Regions from separate parts of the Rattus norvegicus genome. Here region 2 is linked to region 1. Evidence: chromatin contacts called from public Hi-C data. All regions are on one chromosome and are shown on one strand. Each heading gives the region's core, a stretch centred on a gene start, on an enhancer-like site or on the middle of the called end of the contact. The rest is flanking DNA. Distances are from core to core; before and after follow the strand shown.

The links. A called contact is a pair of places that touch in the nucleus more often than the background predicts.
Region 2: a Hi-C map of Schwann cells shows a contact between it and region 1, with 4 times the contacts expected there. The contact joins the enhancer-like site here to the promoter of Jdp2 in region 1. A contact is called at or near these places in 4 of 12 Hi-C or Micro-C datasets (the A7r5 cell line, Schwann cells, liver and 1 more).

The regions. Positions count from the first base shown.
Region 1 is chr6:110,991,942-110,995,555 of GRCr8, forward strand. Jdp2 (Jun dimerization protein 2) reads left to right here and starts at 1,650. Exons shown (of 4, transcript NM_053894.3): 1 at 1,650-1,865.
Region 2 is chr6:111,029,944-111,033,557 of GRCr8, forward strand. It overlaps Jdp2 (Jun dimerization protein 2), which reads left to right. Exons shown (of 4, transcript NM_053894.3): 4 at 2,242-3,449. The coding sequence ends at 2,427. Among named protein-coding and RNA genes, the nearest start is that of Jdp2, 38 kb to the left of the region's middle. Within about 2 kb of position 1,883, at least 3 of the 93 cell types and tissues checked have an H3K27ac peak or open chromatin away from gene starts, as enhancers often do. A contact at or near this core is called in Schwann cells, where this site is marked.

The sequences.
Region 1 (3,614 bases), core at 400-2,899:
CATAAACATCCAGACCCTCATCTTAGGGGAGAAACATGATGTAAGCCAGTTTCCCAGTCTCCGGCTTTGATCTTTGTGTCGTTGTAAAGGTGTTGCTGGCTTTTCTGGGTTGCAGAGTCCTGTTCCACAGGACTTGCCACTGAGTTTGTGCTGTGTGTTCCTTTGGAGTCTCTCTTTTTTTTCTTTCATCAGTGTTGTGAGGGAAGTTGTGGATGCTGACCAGGAAGATGCACAGTGATGTCATTAGGGCTTGGTCTGTCTCTATCCATTCAATCTGCTCTCCCTTGCAGGAAGACATAAGGGTAAAATGGAGATTGATTCTTCCCTGCAGGGAGGCACACACGCACGTGGAGACCTGCTTGTCCCGCTTGGTACATGTACTTCCTTCCCTCCCTGTTGGTCTTTTGCTCTCAGCATTTGTACTCTATGAAGATACGAACTTTTTCTTTCACTTCCTTTCTTCTATGGGTGATGACCTGCTGTCTTTCTGAGAAGGAGGCCGAAGGTCACTGAGTGTCAACGTTGCCACTCCTTTCTGGTTTAAGCGGAAGGGGTCTCCGGGGCTGGTCACCCAAGGGTCTGGAGACGCGCGCTCGTGCGCGCACAAGCATGTGTGTGTGGGGTGTGTGTGTGTGTGTGTGTGTGTGTGTGTGTGTGTGTGCAAATATTTCTCAGATGCCACACACACATTTCTGCCTGAGGGTTTTGTGTACCAGCCTTTGAAGGACTGTCCTTTTCTCCGGAGTGTCCTTTACCATCTACCTCTGTAGGAGGTTGGGAGGAGGGCACAGAAGCTGGCCCTGGAATCCTTGAGGAAGAAGGCATTTGTAGGTCTTGCTGGCCGGCTCACTGCTGCATTCAGTCAAAGGAAGGCAAAAGGCTGCTGGAGTTGGGCAAAGAGCCCTGGGTCAAACTGGGCCGGCCACTGACAACAACGGTGGCCTCCGGGGTGCAGTTGCACTTCTGGATCTCAGTCCACTCACCGCATGGCCTCAGGACGCCAGGGCGCTTTGGTGGACAGGGGGTAGGGACTGAAGCTTCCAAACGCCTTAAACCCCCGCCCATGCTTCTTACGGAAAAACAAAACGGGCTTGCGAGATCCTGCAGCGTCCGAAGACACCACTGCGCGCAACGTCACCCTCGCTCTGGATTTGGGGGAGAGCGCACCGGACGGAGGAGGATGGTTCGGCGTGGGCTGAGCTGGAAGGGGTTCTCTGCTCATCCGGCCGCCGCCTTCGCGTCGCTGCCTCCCCGGCTGTGCAGCATTTTGGGGGTGGCGGCCGCGAGGCCGAGCAGGGGATGCGCTTACATAACCGCTCGCCGTGTCTTGCTGCCTCGCGCTCTCGGGAGCCGCGGGCGGGGCGCGCCGCCCGACCGCGATGCTGCCGGGACAAGCGCCGCAGGGCCCGGGCCGGTCCCGCAGGCGGAGGAGCGCGAGCATCGGCGGGAGGAGGGCGCCGGCGGCGGGGGAGGTGAAGGTCAGTGGGTGTGAAGCGCGCGATCCACACCCCCTCCTCTCGGTCCCCTCCTTCTCTTCCTCTCCGTCCCCCTCTGACGTGTGGAGCTGGCAGCTCGACCGGTTCCGCATTCCCGACCCCTCCCCGCCACTCAGGGCCCGCTATATAGCCGGGGCTGATGCAACCCGTCCCGCCGCCCGCCACAGCCTGCGGGAGGGACTCTCGGCGGCCGCGACGGGGGGCACTGGCGGCGGCGGGCGCTGCAGCGGCGGCGGCGGGGCTGGCGCCGCGGCGGCTCCCGGGCCGGGACGGGCCTGGGCAGCGGGCGGCAGCAGCGCGGAGAGGGCACGGCGCCTGCAGCAGGGTTCTGGGCCCGGGGCCGCCGCCTCCGCCAGCGGCTTCTGCACGGTGGGTGCACGGAGGGGGGAGGCGGGGCTGCGGGCACCTGGGGCGGCCACCCCCGTAGTAACTACCGCTGGGGCTCTCGCCATCCCAAGGCCGGAGCACTGTATTGGAGCGCTGCAGCCGCTGCCAACCCGTGGTTCCCCGGCTGGCCGGGCAGCCCTGTCTGTGGCCGGGACAGCGGGGACGCTCCCTCCTTGCTTTCCTTCCCCCAGTGCGTGTGCTGGGAGGTGCAGTGCACAGACGGCGGAGAGGGCGGGGTGAGCGGGAGAAAACTGTGTCGGGGACTGCGGGGATACTCGAGGGGGCATGCACACCCTAGACCTGCTGACAGGTCGCGCCCCAGCCTCTTCCGCAGCTCCGCAAGACCTGGAGGAGGGTATTGGGAAAGGCATCTAACCAACAGGGCTTCCTTCACTTAAGAGCATTGCTGCGGGCTCTGGTTGGGTTAAGAGGGAACCACGGGGTAGTCCCAAGTCCCCTTGGGATCCCATCTGGCACATCAGGTTACATAAGAAGGTAAGCAGGCTTCTTTAGGTAACCTGCCCAGTTTAGAAGGCACTCTTCTGTCCTTCTTATCCAAGAAGCCTAGACCTTCCATCTGGACTCCTGGACTCCGGAGTGGTAGAGACAGGCTTTGCCTGGGTATCTGGTGGAACTGGCAAACCTGGGAAACCTTGGCTCATTTGTAGAAGTGGATGGGCTATTTGGGGATAGAGGTGGAGAGGCGGGTGCAAGGAGGGAATCAATCGACCGTTTGAGTCGGCTCCAGGTAGAAGATTGTCCAGCCTTTGTGTGTTGGACTGGCACCTTCCAGGGGACTGTGGCACCTTCCAGAGGACTGTGGCACAGGTCTGTGTATTGTTAAATCTTGGGCCACTGTACCCAGGATCTTAATTCAGGCAGCATGAGAAACAGGCTCCCCACCACCGCTGGGTACCTGCTTGTCCCAAAGGCTGTTAGCAACAGTCTTCCCCCCCCCCCAACCCCCACGTCTCCCTTCCCCCGGGGCTTAAAAATCACCCCCTCTTGCTTTCATTGCTTTCCAGCAAATCTGGCTTCAGCTTGGATGGCAGACTTACCTTCCTGTGCAGGTTTCTAGGGGAGAGTTTAACCAGGGATCAGGTGTGAGCCAGTCTCTTGATTTTGCAGAAACCTGAGGTCCCGGGGATAGAAACAACTATTCTTGTGCCTCTGGGTGCTAGGGGTTTCGCTTTGCTTAAAGTAGTAGGGAGGATGGATTTCTCAAAGACTCTTCTGTTTCCCTTCCTCGTTGGCTTCAGTTCAGAGGAGCTCTAGAATCTTCCTGAAGAGCTGGACGCTTTGTGGTTTGAAAGGTTGCAGAAAGGACTGGGGGAGAAGGCCTCTGAATCTTTTGTCAATAAACTGGTTACTGTCATCTCCACGGGGATGGGTCTATCATGGTGACCGTGTCACTTAGGAAAAGCTTCCACACACGTCTCCCTTACTCAGCCACTAACAACTTTTGCAGCTACCAGGGAACTCCCCTGTGTCCCTGGTCTGTTTATGTCTCCCACCTGTTGGCAGCATGTCCTCTCTCCCACCTTTTCAACCTGCAGGACTAGGCCTCCTGGGCCTTAGTTTGTTATGGATTTACAACTGTTATTGCAATTCATAACCCTACTCCCTCTCGCCATCTCCCTAACTTCCTCTCTCTCTATCCACTCTGGAAAGGAAGAGGCCAGCACAGACACTAGGCTGGCCTGCCTTTTATTCATTCAGCTCCAGCTCTCC
Region 2 (3,614 bases), core at 633-3,132, 38 kb after region 1:
TGACAGACAGGCCAAGTGCTCCAAACCTCACCTGTTTGTGTTTTGGTGAATCTGTGTGGTGTTGAATAGTGTGTCATAGTCTTCCCCAAGAGTTTTTGTTATTATTGGGGTTGGAAGACAGTGTCTTACGTAGACCAAGCTGGCTTTAAGTGTACTATGTAGCCAAGGCTGGTCTTGAACACCTAACTTCCTGAGGGTTCTAATTACATGCTTATGCTACTATGTTTATGTTCGTTTAGACACATCCAGTGAGAACTTCAGACACACCTTAACCAAGCCAGACTCCTTGCAGACTCCGTTTAGCACTGTTTAGCCCTGCTCCCCTCTCAGGCTTCACTGTACTAGCCACGCAGCCAACCCTCACTGCCCTGCCTCCCTCATTCTCCAAACCAAGGTGGTCCCCAAGACTCACTGAGTTGTCTTTGAATCATATTTCTTTTCCCCACTTTCTTCCTGCTCAGGGGTGAAAGGAGGGATCCCTCGAGCCCCTCGAGCCCTTCAGTTGTATATAGTGTTTTCCCTATGGGAACTCTTCCAGTCCTGGGGATCATCACCTCTACACCAACATGGCTGCCACGTGGCTCTCTCTGTCCTGCTTTCTCTGCCCTCTCCACCTTGTACCCTGCTGTGGTCCCTGCTGTGTCTTCACACAGGGCAGCTTGCCCCATCTCTCCTTTGCACTCAGAGTTTCTTACCTAGAGTCCCTCATCTCCTACACTCAGAATGGCGGTCGGTCATTAACTGGGCCTTGTGTGCCGAGTGCACACTCCTCAGGAGCCATGGGGAGTGGGGTGGGGGAGGGGGATCCTCATAAGCTTTGGATTCCCCAAAGCATTCATCTTCATTGCAGGCCGAGGCACATCCTCAGAGGTGGGTAGATGGCCCTGAGGCTTCTCAATACAATGGCTGAGGACAATCTGAAGATTGTGTTAGCAGCTTGGGCTGGGGGAGGTGAGGAGGGAGGAAACACTAGCCATCTCTCAGAATTCTGAGAACTGCAGACCAAGCCGGCATTCCAGTCTTGTCTCAGCCTGTCCCATTAAAAGCCACCATAGATTTTTTTTTTCTTAATATTTCCCCCTCTTGGCTTTTCTCCTTTTTAAAGCCATTGCTCTGAGTGTCTGGTCCTAAAGCCTGCCTCCCTCAGACATCCGGAGCTCCCTGGGAACCCATGCAGCCACCTCAGAGAAGGTGCACAAGACACACCTCTGACAGGCCTGCATCATGAGGGAGATAGCTTCTCCTACCTCAAGGTGTGGGGACCCCACCAAAGATCTCATTCTCAGAGGGAGGCTGTCCCCAACTGTACCCCACTGGGCAGAAGGACCTGCACACAGGCAGCCCCAAGTTTAGCCTGCTCTGGGACTAATACTGGTCCCTCAGCATCCGAACCGTTGGTGTCTAGGGCTGAAAGGTCTCATCTGGCACAATCACATCTTTATTCTCCATCCCTCATCTGCCAATAACTCTTCCTTAGCCGTGACAGCCAGACACTTCTCCAGACCCAGGGACAAAGTTATTCCCAGTGAGGAGCTCACTGGCCTGAGGCTCCTCAGCTCACACACGTGAGGAGAGCTTTCAGTTTCAGGCTATAAGAAAAGCAGGAAGACTCCATTGCCGTGTTCTTCCTGCCTGCTGTGCGAGCCCGAGGCCTTGAGCAGATGTGCTTGTCACCTGTCCTGGCTGTGCACACACAACCCCCTACCCATCACATCCTCAGCCTCCCTTCTTTGCCCAGGGCAGTAGGCGTTTCATCTGACATCAGTTTGAAAGCTCATTTCCGGTCCAGCATTCTAAACGGTTCAAGCTAATGGCCAGGAGGCACACGAGTTAGGAGGAATGTCTCACAGTGAGTTATCAATCCCACCCGACATAGCAAAGCACTTGGTCTTGTGTCGCCCCCCTGTGGGCCACCTTGGACCCTTGGTCTGTTCTTCATCAAGCAGAGGAGTTTTGGGTGTGTTCTTTTAGTCAACAGCAGGAAAGCTGTGAGGCTGGAGTAGTAGAGAAAAGGGAGTAAAAAGGGATCTGAACCCCCATGTATCATCTGGTCTCATCCTGCTGCGCCAGCGGTCAATACTGTGTGACACGGTGCTGCCTGACCAAAGTCTCCTTAGATGCTTCAGTGAAACCCTGCAGGCAGAAAACCATGGCAGCATCACAGGTCCCAGCCAGAATGGCTGGGCACCTCTCAGGAGCAGGCTGGCGGTGATAACTAATGGTGTGTCTCTGTCTGTACAGGAGTCAGAGAGGCTGGAGCTCATGAACGCAGAGCTAAAGACCCAGATAGAGGAGCTGAAGCTTGAGAGGCAGCAGCTGATCCTGATGCTCAACCGCCACCGGCCCACCTGTATCGTGCGTACAGACAGCGTCAGGACGCCGGAGTCGGAAGGCAACCCGCTGCTGGAGCAGCTGGACAAGAAGTGACTGAAAGCCTGGAGGAGGCAGCGGAGGAAGAGGAGGAAGAGGAGGAGCAGCAAAGAGGAGGAGGAGCAAAGTGATGGAGGGCCCCTCCCGGGCACGTGACAAACTCTATGATGAGGCTTAGCATAACTGGCCTCCAGCTGGCTCTTTTTGGAAACTCAGCCCAGCCGCACAAGAGCAAGAGCGGACTGAAGAAACCAGAGGGACCAGGTGCTGAGACCAAGGTTGACCCGCAGATAGGGGCTGCCCCACTCCAGGGCCCAACTTGAAGGGCACCTAAGCCGGAGAGGTGCCAAACCAGGTAGCCACCTTGGGCTCTCTCCGCCAAGACTCCCACCCAGGGGACTACGGAGCAGCCAAGAAAAGCCATGCATTGCAAACACAGTGTGGCCGAGGATGGAGCTCAGCGGAGTCTGTAATCCACCTTCCCCAGCCCTGCCCAAGCCCGGTGGAAAGGGGGTGCACTGTGGGGCTGCGATGGCCCAGCTGGAGTTTGCTGAGGCACTGAGGCGCGGGCGCCCTTCCAAAGCACACACCCAATCAATGAATGTTTACAGACTGGCTGTCCTGGCGGGGCTTCCAACTGCACACGGTTTTTTTATACTTTCTTTCTTTCTTTTTTTTTTTTTTAATATTTTTTACAAAAAAAAGATTTTATACGAGCAATATATATATGTGGATTTCTATAATCACTCGATGTGACACAGTACAAATATGCTATGGTCTGCTGTTACAGCCATTGTAATTCCTAAGTACTGTAGGCTCTGGGTGTTGGGGGGGTAGCCAGGCGGGTGGGGTACATTTCCATCCTTGTAACCCCTTCCTAGTACTCAGTCCTGTATCGCTCAGTAAACATTGCTCTTAATTACCCAGCTGCCTCGAGTGGTGTCTGCCCAGGGAGAGGGCATGCCCAGGGCAGATGTTTGGGAAGAGTTTCCAAACCTGCCCTACCAAGTAAGCCTGAATATGCCCATTTCACAGATGAGGAGTCTGAGGCCTAGAGATGTTAAAGAACTCTGCACATACCATTTTGAGAGTACTTGCTTCATTTACTTAGGCCAAGTTTTTAAAAAATTGTGTGTGTGTGTGTGTGTGTGTGTGTGTGTGTGTGTGTATGTATGTATGTGTGGTGGAGTATGTGTCTTTGTGTAGATGTGTGCAGAATTTGGATCCCTAGGAGTTGGAGTTAC